Linked DNA regions of Mus musculus: regions 1, 3, 4 and 5 are each linked to region 2. Evidence: chromatin contacts called from public Hi-C and Micro-C data. All regions are on one chromosome and are shown on one strand. The core of a region is the stretch at or near the end of the contact, and the rest is flanking DNA. Distances in the headings are between cores, read along the strand shown.

Region 1 (2,814 bases), core at 204-2,703, 170 kb before region 2:
AAGCTCAGGGGCTGGGTTCAGATTGGGTCACTGTGCACTAAACTGTCCTCCATGGCATGGAGATTGGATCTTCATGTGCTCTGGAAGATAAATAGGAGGCAGATTGTCTTTGGAAAGACTCACAGGAGATGTGGGAAACTCATCAGATCCCAGTAGGGTCCAGTTTGCCAACTGGAGAGGCAGTAGAGAAGGGCCAGCGCTCTTTTCTCTCCCTGTCCCTCATGTGACTCCCTGCTCACCCTTATGAGTTCCCAGTACCTGGAAAAGTCCAATGATCATGTTGCATTTTTAGTTAAAAGAGTTCCCACTCTGTTCCAAATCTCAGGCAAGAATTAGAAACACTGACCCATTCATGAGAGTATCAGTTGGTACTGTCTGCACAAGTTTGTCTGACTCACACGGCCCTCACAGTCCGTGTTCACTGAAGCAGTAACTTCTTGGGTCTCCAAATCCTTGCCCAAGTCAAAGTTAGGGATTCAGACATGATCAGACCCACAGTGGAGCATGTTTTCATTCCAGCAAGTCCCTGGCAGATGGCTCTCATGTGCCTCAGGAGGATAGGTGGACTGTGTGTGGAAAGCTGAGTCAAGGAGTTTTTTCTTAATTACATTCATTTACTATTTGTTAGTATCATCATCGTCATCATCATCATAGTCATCATAACCATCATTTATTGGGGGACTTGCAACAGCCCATGTATGGAAGTCAGAGCACAAATTTCAAGTATATCTAAGCTCCGCAGAAGGTCCATTCTGCTCCATCACTCAGTTCCTGTGTGGTCCAAATAGTAAAGGCTCAGAGGTCTCCGAGCTCTGAATCCTCCATTCCCTGCCTGCCTCTGATGATATGTGTAAATATAAATGCACAGGCACACACACACACACACACACACACACACACACACACACACACACACACTCCTAATGAGGTTGTGAGTTTGGAGTAAGCCAACCTCTATTGATGCTGATGCACTGCTCACCCCATAATCGTTTGGTAAAACCAAATCAAAAGAAAATGCAAATTCCAGATGTCTTCAAACTCACCACAAACAATAGTAAGGGATAAGGTGGCCAGCACTTCACTTCCTGAAGATGCCAGAACACAGTTCAGTCTGGCTTCTCCCTCTCCCAGACCCCAGGGACATGGAGTGGAGCTGTGGGCTATGGGTCCAGCAACAAGGTTGGGCAACGCAGAAGGATCATTTGAAGATGGTAAGATTAACAAGGTCATGGGCAGAAATCTCAGAGAGCAGGAACTGAGGCGTTAGAGTGCAGAGAAAGTTGAGAGTTATCTTCTGAGAGTTTGCAATGATTCTTAGCTTCTGGGATGAATGTGGTCTGGGACCTGTTCATGCGACTCACAGGCCATGAGGAGAGACAGACAAGGAGACCAGGAAGTACAGATGCACAGAGAGCTTCAAAGGGGGAAGTTCAGCAGAGTCTGGTGCCATCTCTCACAACAATTATGAAGAACTCCCTATTACCAAGCAAAATGCATGTGTGAACTCATCAGGTCCCCAGAGCAAGACACTGAAATAGATATTTTTCAAGAAGCTGTGGCTCTTGGAGGTGAGGTAATGCCTGGTAACCAACTGGTGAAGTTGGGCATAGGACCTGGTAGCTGTGTGGTTCTCAAACACAAAGAACTCTGCTTCAAGCCTTGTCTAGAGATTGGCCAAGCAGCAGCTGCCAGGATCCTCCTATATTCTATTCCCCAAGGGCACACCTCTCTTCTCCTAAGGCAGGAGGTGAGACCCTGAGGCAGCCAACCTTAAAGCAAAGACAGGCATGCAAGAAGGAAGTGAAAGAGGACCATTTCTATCTCCTTCCTTTGGGGGTGACTTTATTGTCTCTTTTAGTGTTGTACAAAGTTGGCATTCATTCAGTCTTCTCGGGCATGTACTTCCTTAAAAGGCTCCTAGTGCCTATGATATTGGGTCTCCTGGAGACGGGGTTTTAGCTTTCCCTTTTCACATAGCATCAGTGGGGGCTTGGGAGATGTCTGGGGTCTATTCTGAAAACTGAGGGATGAAGGAGTATACTCATGTTTTTCAGCTCTCTGAGCTGCTTCTTACATGTCATGGACCAGCTCTCTAATTCAGAAAACTGATGCAAAGGGACCATAACCTTGAGAAGCCTGAATGGGTGAGTCCAACCAAGGAGCCCTCACAATCTCTCTTCCCAGCAAGGTGAAGGTTAAGCAAATTTTCACTGGACAATGCGGAGAAGGGCAAAGACTTATTTTTAGAACCAAATCGGACAACTTCCCGTCTTGGTTGCTTTGAATGTTCAGACACTTCTCCCTCTACTCTTTAAACTTCTGTTTTCCATCTTCAGCTGGAAGTGGTGAGGGCCAAAACTGAAAGCGGTCGCCCTGAGGAGTGAGTACTGACATGTGCTCAATGGAAAGTTTAATCTTAAAGTAAGCAGGGTGAGGCCAAAGTTCAGTCATCTATTGAACAGCAGCCAGTGGTTACTTCTGTTTTGAAATGCTGGGGCTTGGTGAAGAGCAGCTATCTCTGATCTCTCAGGATCACAGACTGATGTGGTGAAGAGCAGCTATCTCTGATCTCCGAGGATCACACAGACCGATGATGGGGAACACGGGCAGTCCAAATATCCCACTGTGCAAACTTAACACAAGGGATAACTGGCTGTCCCATTCACACCGAGATAAAGAACCAATCCTACAGGGAAGGCCAATTACGCCAACTTCATGAACTCGGTGTAAATGCTAATGAGTGTGTAACCTGAACCAATTTGGATGTCCTATGTGATTCAGCCGTGTTTTGGTAACTTTAGCATAAGTTTAGTT
Region 2 (2,838 bases), core at 31-2,530:
TCTTGAAGAGAATGGCAGATCTCCCTGGTCTCCAATTATTTCAATAACAGCAAACTCAAAATCTATGTTGTTTTTGGATGTAGAAAAAAGCCTCCTTTGAATAAAAGCCTAAGATGTATTGATTAGCCCTTTGTGTTTGGGGTGCTTGTATCTAGTTCTTTATATGACCAGGTCTGGGTAGGTAGGGTAGGGTAGGGAATAAATAACAAAGGAAATATTATTTGAGTTAAACTGCACAGAATCAGACCTTTAACTATGAAATCATTTGCAGTAAACCAGTGAAGGGAAATGGAGAAGGACAAGAAAGTGGGGGGAAAGCCAAGCAAAGAAAGGGTGCAGGCAAGGTCTGGCAGAGGGTAAATTCATATCAATCTATTTTTTAAGAATCATGTTAACTAAAATATTTTATACAACACATTTTAATTATATTCTTTTCCCTTCCCCAATCCTTCTCATAGGCTCTCTCTTCCCTGTCCACCCCAACATCATGTTCTCTCTCTTTCTCTTTACATGAACTAACAATTGTTGTGTTTGATTGGTCTCTCTTGATGGCTTGGTTCTTTCTGAAGGGAAATGGACGAGGAGTAGATCTGGGGGCAAGGGGAGGTAGGAGGCAGAGCTGAGAGGAGTAGAGGGAGGGGAACTGTAGTTGGAATGTATCCTTTGGGGAGAAGAGTCTGTTTTTAATTCATTAAAAGATACACACACACACACACACACACACACACACACACACACACAGTCCCTGAACAAACAAATAAACAAACAAAACAAACTAAAAAAAAAAACCCAAAAGAAGCAGAAAAAGCAACCTACTAAACCACCTCTACCTCCAACCGTATCAGTAAAAGAAACCCATGGAGTCCATCTTGTGTTGGCCAACTGCTCCTGAGTGTAAGGCCTGGTGAAATGGGATGGAGACAGAAGCACACAGGTGTCCTGGCTCAGTGCAGGTAAGTGCCTGAACTTTACCTGACTGTCAGTTGTTAAAGGTTTCTAGGGTATCACAATTTCTCAGGAAATTTTAGCTCTTTCATGCATGTCAAAGAACATACAACCTAAGGTAAAAGGCATCTATAGAGGTCTGAATTGACCACCAAAGTGGTGCTCCCAAGAGGGATTAGTCATGCAATAGGCACAAGTTAAATGAGCAGACATCCACGTCCTACACATTTATCTAACTCCAAGTGCAATCATACCTCTCCTCACTGTGGGAAACCACTGCTTTAAGTGTTGCAACGGGCTGAGGATTCTATCACTGCAGGCAGCAAGTCGGGACCAAGGAAACAGGAAGCCCAGCTCTCTAAGGAGGAAGAAAGATCAGTGCCTTCTGAAGATCAGGGAACTGTGCAGTCAAATTCAGTTGAATCCTTAGTTTGGCCCTGGGATTCTGTGACTTGGAGAATCTGCTCTGCCTTTTGATGGAATCTTCATCGCTATGAATGGTGCAACTTCATCCACAGAGTTCTAGACAATACCTGTGTGCTTTGCCAGCCACGTCTCCAGATTCTTGGGAACATAGAGAAGAAAAAATGGGATGAGTAGAATTCTCATATCCGTGGAGCTCAGGAGATGCGACGTCAGCACCACATACTGTGATGGCAGAACTTTGCTCTCTTCTCAGGTGCCAGGCTCCGTTTATTCTCTTCATCTTCAACTGTGAACTCTTCATTAGTATTTGTTTCCATTTTCACGGGACTTAAGGACAGACACCAACACTTCCGACTTAGGACAGAAGTGTTCCTTCACGGCTTCTACCAAATGCTGTTGCAGAAACCCCATCACGATGAAAATGAGGACAACATAACATAGAAAGAATTTTCTATGTATAATAAAGGTATTGGGGAGGCACTAGTTACATGCACAAAGCTAAAAGGCTACTTGAAAATCAAAAGGTAAAATTGAGCAGATTTTTTTCAAATGATGCTAATTACTACTTCAAAGAGCTTTTTGAAATAATTTATTTACATTTTTTTTTTGATGTTTGCCTTGTGTGACTCAAATGTTGAGGAGCACAGGCTGCTGAGATTGGGATAGGTGCCCTCAAGTGTCCCCAGTTCCGTGTTCCTTCACAACATCTTGCTGCATTTCCATAATCTCTCTGACTCACAGCCGCCTGCTCCCTACCATGCGATCATTGTTTTGAACCGCACAGATTTCGACGTCAGAACCAGCCACTTCGTGTTTTTTTTTTCCACCAAACAAAATTAACTGACATGCCAAACCAAAGCAACCACAAGGAAAACTCAGCCGTGTGCTTTTGCTGAACTTGGGTGGAGGCGGCTTCCAGGACTAGGACATCAATTAAAGGGACAAGAGCATCCCATTCTCTATGTGACTGTACCTGTCATAGGGCTTTGCTAGCTGGGGACCACTCGGACTGCCTCTTCTTTCCTCATTGAGAATACTTTTAATCTTATCAGTTCTATGGTCACTCCTGGACTTCATAGTTACCGTTTCTTTTCTCAGTCTTAAAGCTAATTTGGAATTTGCTTCTTAGGACCACAAACTTTCTCAGACATCAACCTTATTTACATCTTTGTCTGTGGAATATTACGTTATTTGTGTGTGAGAGTACTTAAGTATGTTAACTCACCATATAGGCAATCACTTATCAGTTCTTTGAACCTTGGCCGCTTACTTAGCATGGTTACCTTGTCTGAAGAAGGCTGTGCCTTAGTTTTTACAGATGCCCAGCTTCTGGTTGTCTTCTTCCTCATTATTCCAGAGACCAGAAAGAAAGATTAAAGTAATTTTTACCTCCCTGTCCTCTAAGAGAACCAAGGTCTTGAAAGACATGCTTGCTCCCCTTTGTCTAGAAGAGAACTGGCTTTGATT
Region 3 (2,839 bases), core at 335-2,834, 150 kb before region 2:
AAATCAAGAGTGTTTGTGAATTCATCAGGTGAGGGGATTTTTATTCTTAAAAGGTTCAAAATGGAGCCACAGAGGCTTGATAGCAGAACCTTACACTGGGCATTTAGTTCGTGTGGTTATTCATGCCACACCCTAGCGAATAGTGGCAAACAAGGTGGACACACCCTTGCTCCTCTGGGGTTCATTTGGTCTTTGAGAGACATGCATTGGTCATATCATCAGATAGATTATAGAAAATTACTAAGAGTTAGGGGTCAACGCTGCAATGGATAGTCCCACAGCTGTGAGTATATGCACAGAATTGGACATGGTGAATACTAATATATACAATACATATAATAAAACAAGAGGACATGAACTTGGGAAGGCGGGGGGGTGGGGGGGAAGGAGGAATGGATCTGGGAGGAGTTTGGAGAGGAGTGAGAATAAATATGACCAAACTGCATTGAATGTCCTTATGAAATTCTCAAAGATTAATAAAAATATTATATTAAAAATAAAATTAAGAAGGGGCTCGGGGTGCTTGAAAGCTTAAAAATTGGGACTTTTAATGAGCTGGGAAGGTCACAGAAGGCCATCCTGGGGACGGAAGAGACCTAAGAGCTGAAGGATGAGCAGGGGTTAACTAGGTAAAGGAAATGTGTGCTAGGTAGCTGGCACAGCCCATGCAGTGGGTCAGCGTGTGAGAGTGAGGAGGAATGTAGGGTGGCTGGAATGGAGCTACCGCTGAGAGGCAGAGGCGAGCACACCAGGCTAAGGCCTTCGCCTGGGGTATAGGATGGACCTATAGATGCGATACATCACGTGGATGCTAAAGAGGGTTCAGATAATCAAAGGGCTATTCCAAAGGCAGTGTACAACAATGCTCAGAGCAAGGAGAGGGGGTGATGATGGGCTTCATGAGAGCCTTTCACCTAAGTCCAGAGAGGAAGACCGGAGGATGACTAATCCCTACTCACCCCTGTTCTAATGTTATTTCCTCAGGGAACCCTTCTCTGACCCCCAAGTTGGACTAATACCCCAGCAGTAGCTTCCCCACCCTCCACTTCCTTTTTCGCAACACAGCACTATTCCTGCCTTGTCTTACTTCATGTCTCTTCCCCTTGCTGGGTGGGTGACCCCCATGAGGACAAACGCTCCTCTTTTGGCCCATGACCGGGCATGTAGTTGTCAAATGAGATGCAAGCTGAAGGAGCAATGCAAGATGCAGTGAGCAGGCCCTGAGTGAGCTGGCACTGGGGGGGCATCTTTCACCCCAGATTCTTTCCCTTCTTGTGCCCACTCAAGCCTTACCCTCACTCTCTTGCTCACTTCTCCTTTTTGTTTTCTTGCCCTAGAGCTGAACTCTTCCAGACTCCTTGCTTGACGGCCTCTCCTCTGAAAGAACTGATGGACAGATGAGGCTGGCTCTGAGCTCAGAATTCCAGGCACAGATTTCCCTAGAAAGGCTTGTGATGTACACGTTTGCTGTACAGATGTGCTGCTGTGATTCAAGAGGCAAAAAGACTCAGTCACGATTGAGCATTACAGAGATGATGAAGCGCTCCATGAGAGGCCACCATGTCACCTTCTCAGAGTGACTCATCCTATAACTAGGCTCACTTCTGATTGTCTCAGGGGGGAACACTTTTTAGTGAGCCCTGTCGTCACTGGGTTGGTGAAATCGCTGGCAATATTTTCTGAAAATTACATTTAAGCCGTAGAATTTCAAGTTGGCATTGATGGGAACTGACATTTACTCTAGGAATATTCCTGAATCTTTATATCAGGGTCCTATCAGTCTAAAACCTTTCCTGTAAATAAAACTTTATTTAAATATAAATGTCACACTTTGATTATGAGAGCCCTTGCTGACTTTCTTGCTATTGTAGATGGCAGAGTTGAACAGCAGTGATTGAACTGATATGACCTTCAAAGCCCAAGATATTTATTATATAACTCCCTAGAAGTAAGGATTCCTAGTGTCCCCTTTATATTCACAATAGGTATACAAATGGGTGAAAAAAATTATCTCCCTTTTACAGATAATTAAACAGGGGTTCAGGGAGAAGTAATTTTCTTGCAGCGTCATAGATAAACTAAAAAACAAAGCATATATCTACAAAACTTTTGATCTTGCATATGAGCTCCTGAAAGCATCACTGTCTGCCTGATCTCCAGACTGGATCCAACAGAGGAAGCAGAAGGCTCTGGCAGTATCTCCTTCTGAGGCAATCGCTCTTGATTGTCATTGCATGAAGATGTTGGGCAGGTATCAGAAAACAACCATCATTGTTTGCTCTACTCCCCAGTCTTGGAGCAGGGCTTGAAAGGGACATACAAGGTCCCATGACTGTCAGCTGGTAGAATTCACACAGGGCTGAGAACACTCGAAGAGAGTTCACCGTATGCATGGCCAGTGGCACTTGGTTCCCTACCATAGGATACTCCACTCTGTATTTGTCCTTCCTCACACATAGTAGCTGAGGTTCAAGAATAAGCATCTCAAAGAGAGGATATACATCTTGATTTTAAGACCCGGGACTTTCAAACTTGCACAAAGCTACTTCTGCTTCGTGTAAAAGAAGTCATAAAGCTGTTGAGATTCAGGGAAGGAGCAGCAATTATATGTTGCAGTGTAAAAAATATCAAAGACTCTAGGGCCATGAGTTTAGAAATCCACAGTCACTATTCACCATCATCTCAGGGGTCCCTTGAACCAACATTCTGATCAGAATCTCTGATAATTTACTGGTCAAGCTAGCAGCCACTAGAAGAATGGAAATGATGATCAATACCAGACAATGAATGCAAACAGGAATCCCATCCAATCCAAGTGTTTAACCACTCTGGCCCTGGG
Region 4 (2,700 bases), core at 172-2,671, 240 kb before region 2:
AATTAGAAAGAACTTCAGAAATTAAACACCAAAAACTTAAAGTGATCCAACCAGTCAGTGGGTTAGTGAACTGAGCAGGTAGCTCTCAAAGGAAGGAATTCAAATGACCAACAAATATTTAAAAATGCTCAACATCTTTAGCCATGAAAAAATTCAAATAAGAACTGCGTTGTGACTCAGTATCACACTTCAGAATGGCAATCTTCAAGAAAAATAATGACAACTAATGCAAGCAAGGATGTGGGTAGAGAGGGACTTTTATGCAGATGAGAATGTCATTGGTATAGCCCCTATGCAAGTTAGCATGGGGCTTCTTACAAAACCAAAAATAGAACCACTATGACCCAGCTGTTTCACCCCTGGCTGTGCACCCAGAGGACTTTTAGTCAATAAAACAGAGATACTTGCTCATCCTTAGCTCTTACTGCGCCATTCAAGTAGATGTAGAGCCATCCCAGAGGTCCACAGATGAACGAATATCAAATATGTGATGTGTATATACAGTGGAATTTTATTTAGTCAGGTATATAGCAGAAATACAGGATTTACACGGTAGTGGGTAGAATTGAAAATGATGGTGAAGTGAGAAGGGCAGAGATAGAAAAACAAATGTATGTTTTCCTTTCAGATACAGAAATGATTCTTTTTTTTTTTTTTTTTTTTTTTTTGAGACAGGGTTTCTCTGTATAGCCCTGGCTGTCCTGGAACTCACTTTGTAGACCAGGGTGGCCTCGAACTCAGAAATCTGCCTGTCTCTGCTTCCCGAGTGCTGGGATTAAAGGCGTGCTTAAAATTATATATATCTGCATTTGTAAGTGTGTGTGTAGATCATGAGAGGGGAAGGGCGAATCTTAAATGCGGGAGGGAAAGAAAAGGTGGTCGAATTTATTTTATAAAGAGGTAGAAGGTAGGTCTGTTAAGATGAGGGTGAAGAACTTGCTGAGGGGAGCATGGCGCAGGGGGACTGGAAGAGGAGTGAGCAAAGACAGGGTGTGATGATACAGAAAATGCCACAATAAAAGCCCACTGTTCTGTACACAAATCCAGAACATCAATAAGAAAAGAATAATTGGCCCAGAGGAGTCTACCTAGGGAATCGTGGAGGAAGGGTGCCTATGGCAAGAAAGGAAAAGCGGATCACTGTCCATATGCTTGTGGTGGTTGGTTCTGACGTCCAGTTGAGTGGATTTAGAATCATCCAGGTGAGACACCACTAGGCTTTCCTATGAGTGTGTTTTCCACAGAGGTTTAACTGAGGAGGGGCAACTCACCCAGGAAGCAGATGTCACCATCCCATGGGCTGGGGCCTCACAGACTGAATAAAAGCAAAATTAGAATGGAGCCAGTCCAGTACCAGCATTGGCTTCTGTCTGCTTCCTGAGTGGGGACATAGTGGGAGCGGCTGCCTCAGGCTCCCACTTCCACATTTCCTGCCGTGATGGATTGCATCATCCCAACCACATAAACCCTTCTTTCCTTAAGTTGTCTTTGTGAGAGATTTTGCTTCAGCAATGAAAAAAAAAATAAATTCAATGCCTACTAGGTGCTGGTCATTTCTGTGGTGCCACCAGGAAAACAAAACCTCAAGATGGACAGACTGGCATACTGTAAGGCAGGTGTATAATCTGTGAAGTGCTCATTCTGAAAGCTTCTCAAAATTTTAGAGATCTGGAACTTTTTATTATAAAAAATTGATTTTACGTGTGTGTGTGTGTGTGTGTGTGTATTAATTTACACATTCAACAGTCTGGAACTTACATTTTTCAAAGTGATTCTGAATTTTATTAGTCAGAACAAGCACTGTTGCCCCTCCAAACTGAAGACTATTGTTACAGTGTATTTTATATGTGTAATAGTTAAGGCAAGATGACATCATGCAATGATTAATATACTGTGCTATGTCATGGAAGATGTTTGAATTTTATGGTAAAGCACCCATGGGAGTAAAGGAAGATGAAACAAAACTTAACTATTTAGAAGGGAATAAGTTCTTTTTCCAATGGATATTGAAATGAAATAAAATTAAAATTCTACCTTCTATCAACTCCCAAATTAAATTATAAATACATTAAATAGTTAATTTTTAAACACACAAGCACTTCTTGCCTTAGGCAGTTATGATATGTAGAAGTTTTACTTAACACAGTATGGTAAAAAGTTAAAATTGTATTAAAACCCCAGAATAATGTATGATAAATATTTAACTGATTTTCAGATGCTGGCAGACATTCTAAGAGCAGTAGGGGAAAAAAAAACCCTAAAGGATAAGAAAAACATATCTGGTACTAAAAAGGGGGAATTTCTATGTCTTCAAAAATGTTACCAGCAACAGTAAAATAGAAATGTCAGAACTGGAAAAATTATAATAAATATGACAGAAGGTTTGTTATCCTGAATAGATACCAGATCTTTTAAGTCAATGATAGAAAAGAAAGCAAAGAGAAGTGGCTTGAGGGCTCTCACATATACATCCAGTTGAAAGGTGAGGGCAGTAAGTTCATCTAAATGTCACGCCTCATTACTGAAATCTTTACATCAATAACAAAAGGTACGATTTTGTTTTTATGTTTACAAAGTTTAAAAAGTGCCAACCAGGGGGCTGGAGAGAAGGCTCAGTGGTTAGGAGCACTGGATGCTCTTTCAGAGGTCCTGAGTTCAATTCCCAGGTGGCTCACAACCATCTGTAATGGGATCTGATGC
Region 5 (2,700 bases), core at 189-2,688, 200 kb before region 2:
GGCTCCTATGGGGTAAGCTTGAGAGATGCAGGGAAGAAGGGGAAGTGCTCAGTTCGGAATGGTTTGGTTTTTAAATATATATTTGAAGAAAAATGCCACTGAACATACAACATAAAGAGGCATCCAGTGTCCCCAGTAAAAGGGAAACATTGAAAAGACTTTCATGTAAAGTGTACTCTAGCAACATTTTAACTTTAGGGATTATTATTTGCTTTTTATGTGTAGTGCTGAGGTTTGAACCTTGGAGCCCATTCTTGCCAGGCAAGTGCTGTATCCCCGAGCTGCCCCCCACCCCCTGCCCTGGGATGTAAAGTGAACAAACAAACAAACAAACAAACAGTTCTTAGTTTACTATTCTAGTTTATTTTGACACAAGTTCTTGCTAAGCCACCAAGGCTGGCTTCGTCTGTTTTTATATTGTGGCTATCTAGGAGGGACCACAAGAGACTCCCTTTAAAGAGATTAACTTTGAGTGGAATTCGATGAGCTTCCTACAGACAGTTCCCTTGCCCTCCTAAATGGAAGAGCCTTCTGCAGGGTTCTGGAGGGGATCCAAGAACTTGGAAGCCTTCTTGGTAAGAGTAAGGAGCAGGCATTCTTGGAGATCCCAGGATGGACCCTAAAGAAGAGGACAGAATGATATGAAGAATATGAGAAAGGGGAGCCTTGTAGCAAAGTGCCCACAGGTCTTTACCGAGGAAACTTGGACCTGGAACTCAGTAATCAGGTGGGGACTGTATGATCTGTTAAGACCACACCCCTGAGTACTGTAGCCACAGCTTTCCATAGTGAATCTTCTGTAACTCCAGAGGACCCAGAAATAAATTTCCCTATTCACACACACTCCTAAATAGAGGACATCTCACTTAATTCAGGAAAACAGAGACAAAGTGGATAGCACAGACTATGAATCAAGTGCTGGGGATGGTAGGGCAGGGGGGAGGGGGGTTCTCACCGCGTTCTTACAGGTACAAGCATTGCCCCAGGCCACTGTGAGACAAGCCAGACAAGAAGAGGCCTCTAGACCTGAGCTATGTGTTCCTCCCCTACTGGGTGTTCCTGTGGTGTCTGCAGCATGCCTCTTTCTTGGCAGAGCCTCTCTTGATGGTCCTTGCAAGGTTGTCTTAGAGAGTAGGGGCCCAGGCTTCCTGGGTCATGCCTGGCCCCACACTTGTCCACTTGGTGCGTCCTTTAAGGAAGTCTCACAGATCCTTGGTTAGAAACCAAGAGTGAGGGAGTCTTCCTCTTTCGAGATAACCATCTCTTTTCGTCCGAAGACCCAGTCGACCGGGAAAGACGGTGACAGAAAGGGCCTTGACATGCCACGTTCATGTTCTGTTCTTGCTTTTTTTAAAAAAGAAAAAGACTGCTTTCCCATGGTGAGGGGAGAAGTCAGACTTTCCTGTTCCTCTTGGGCCAGGCATGAAGCAATTTTCAGTTCTGATGTTGACACCAGGTCAAAGACTCAGACTGTCTCCCTGGGCAAGGCTCCTTGGACTTCTGAGCTCTGACCTTTTGAACAAGTGCGTGACCAGTGGACCGCAGTAGCAAGAAGTATGCATGGTCTTAGTGGGTGGGGAACAGGTGAAGGATTGGAAGCAAGAGCTGAGACCCCGGAGTTATCTGCATGGGTTTGACCATAAGCTGCATTCTCCAAATGCTGGATAAGTTACTTGATAAAGACCCTTGAGTCTTTATATCCATCAGGAAAGTGGGGGATAAAGGATGGGAGAGGCCAAGAAAACCTATGTGGAGAGGTGAGTGTCAGGCACAGAGCATGGAAAGAACTCCATAGGTATTACTCCTTCTAGGGCTTATTAAAGGTTGTGGCTCAATTTTGTCTTTCTGTAGCAGGGAGTGCTAGGCAAGTTCTCTGCCACTGGGCTGCAGTCTCTTCTCTTTCCCCTTTTTATTCTCAGGCAAGGTCTTCATAAGTGACTCGGGCTAGCCTCAGCTCACTGTGTAGTATAAGTGGGCTTGCCAAGTCTTTGCTCAGCCTCCTGCATAGCTGTGATTGACACCTGCACCACTGGGCTTAGCTTGAATCTTGCCTTGAAGCAGCCACCCGCATACTCAGTGCGCATGAGGCAGGATGCTGCAGCTGGGGAGGAGGGCTGCAGGTTCGAGTCTTAGCTCCACCAGGGAGCAGACGACAGAATGAGCTCTGAAGAGTTTAAAAGTTCTTCTTGGATCTTGGTTTCCTGTCTCATCCTTTCCTTGCAAAATGTGGAACAGGAACAAATTATGGGAGGAATGATTTATTAGGGGCTTGTGTTTTCCAATGGGGCCATCAGGGCAGAGGAGCGCGTTATTAACTAATGTCCTTGCTGCAACACAATGATAAAAGCAGCTTGAGGAGGGAAGGGTTTGTTCTGCTGATAGTTCCAGGGTGTCCTTCATCGTGGAGGAAAAGTCGTGGTATAGGAGATTGACGTCCCTAGCCCAATAACATCTGCAGTCATGGAGCAGGGAGGGACCCTGCCTCCTAGAGTGGCAGGGCTCGTATGTAAGGCGGGTCTTTTCTCTTTCCTTTTCCTAATCTAGAAAACCTCTCAGACACATCTGGAATGTTCCATGGTGCTTCCAAACCCCACCACACTGATAGTGAAGATGGACCAGTACAGAAGGCATGACCCAGTCAGAGTGATCAGGGAAAGTAGTAGTCGTGGTTCACAGTCTGGAAGAAGTAGCCAAGATGCT

What was found. A called contact is a pair of places that touch in the nucleus more often than the background predicts.
Region 1: a contact with region 2 is called in a Hi-C map of bone marrow-derived macrophages, with 37 read pairs. The contact joins two enhancer-like sites. A contact is called at or near these places in 1 of 15 datasets of contacts at CTCF or cohesin (the NIH/3T3 cell line), 9 of 484 Hi-C or Micro-C datasets (the BV-2 cell line, bone marrow-derived macrophages, embryonic fibroblasts and 5 more), 4 of 115 datasets of contacts at active chromatin or transcription factors (the NIH/3T3 cell line, cardiomyocytes, kidney and 1 more) and 1 of 9 other capture datasets (bone marrow-derived macrophages).
Region 3: a Micro-C map of macrophages shows a contact between it and region 2, with 5 times the contacts expected there. The contact joins two enhancer-like sites. A contact is called at or near these places in 1 of 15 datasets of contacts at CTCF or cohesin (the NIH/3T3 cell line), 8 of 484 Hi-C or Micro-C datasets (bone marrow-derived macrophages, cortical neurons, embryonic fibroblasts and 5 more) and 4 of 115 datasets of contacts at active chromatin or transcription factors (the NIH/3T3 cell line, bone marrow-derived dendritic cells, microglia and 1 more).
Region 4: a contact with region 2 is called in a Hi-C map of bone marrow-derived macrophages, with 25 read pairs. The contact joins two enhancer-like sites. A contact is called at or near these places in 2 of 484 Hi-C or Micro-C datasets (bone marrow-derived macrophages and nephron progenitors) and 2 of 9 other capture datasets (embryonic stem cells and pancreatic islet).
Region 5: a Micro-C map of macrophages shows a contact between it and region 2, with 3 times the contacts expected there. The contact joins two enhancer-like sites. A contact is called at or near these places in 8 of 484 Hi-C or Micro-C datasets (Sertoli cells, bone marrow-derived macrophages, embryonic stem cells and 4 more).

Annotation. Positions count from the first base shown.
Region 1 is chr2:160,236,585-160,239,398 of GRCm38.p6, reverse strand. All of the region lies in intron 1 of Gm34805 (a long non-coding RNA gene), which reads left to right. Among named protein-coding and RNA genes, the nearest start is that of Gm34805, 12 kb to the left of the region's middle. Within about 2 kb of position 1,453, at least 28 of the 459 cell types and tissues checked have an H3K27ac peak or open chromatin away from gene starts, as enhancers often do. A contact at or near this core is called in the BV-2 cell line, bone marrow-derived macrophages and microglia, where this site is marked.
Region 2 is chr2:160,067,398-160,070,235 of GRCm38.p6, reverse strand. No RefSeq gene overlaps it. Among named protein-coding and RNA genes, the nearest start is that of 9130015L21Rik, 52 kb to the right of the region's middle. Within about 2 kb of position 1,280, at least 41 of the 459 cell types and tissues checked have an H3K27ac peak or open chromatin away from gene starts, as enhancers often do. A contact at or near this core is called in the BV-2 cell line, bone marrow-derived macrophages, macrophages and 1 more, where this site is marked.
Region 3 is chr2:160,212,951-160,215,789 of GRCm38.p6, reverse strand. It overlaps Gm34805 (a long non-coding RNA gene), which reads left to right. Exons shown (of 3, transcript XR_375182.4): 3 at 1,338-1,832. Among named protein-coding and RNA genes, the nearest start is that of Gm34805, 36 kb to the left of the region's middle. Within about 2 kb of position 1,584, at least 21 of the 459 cell types and tissues checked have an H3K27ac peak or open chromatin away from gene starts, as enhancers often do. A contact at or near this core is called in bone marrow-derived macrophages, macrophages and microglia, where this site is marked.
Region 4 is chr2:160,302,887-160,305,586 of GRCm38.p6, reverse strand. It overlaps Gm46773. Among named protein-coding and RNA genes, the nearest start is that of Gm826, 23 kb to the left of the region's middle. Within about 2 kb of position 1,421, at least 6 of the 459 cell types and tissues checked have an H3K27ac peak or open chromatin away from gene starts, as enhancers often do. A contact at or near this core is called in bone marrow-derived macrophages, where this site is marked.
Region 5 is chr2:160,266,754-160,269,453 of GRCm38.p6, reverse strand. It overlaps Gm46773. Among named protein-coding and RNA genes, the nearest start is that of Gm34805, 18 kb to the right of the region's middle. Within about 2 kb of position 1,438, at least 18 of the 459 cell types and tissues checked have an H3K27ac peak or open chromatin away from gene starts, as enhancers often do. A contact at or near this core is called in bone marrow-derived macrophages, macrophages and microglia, where this site is marked.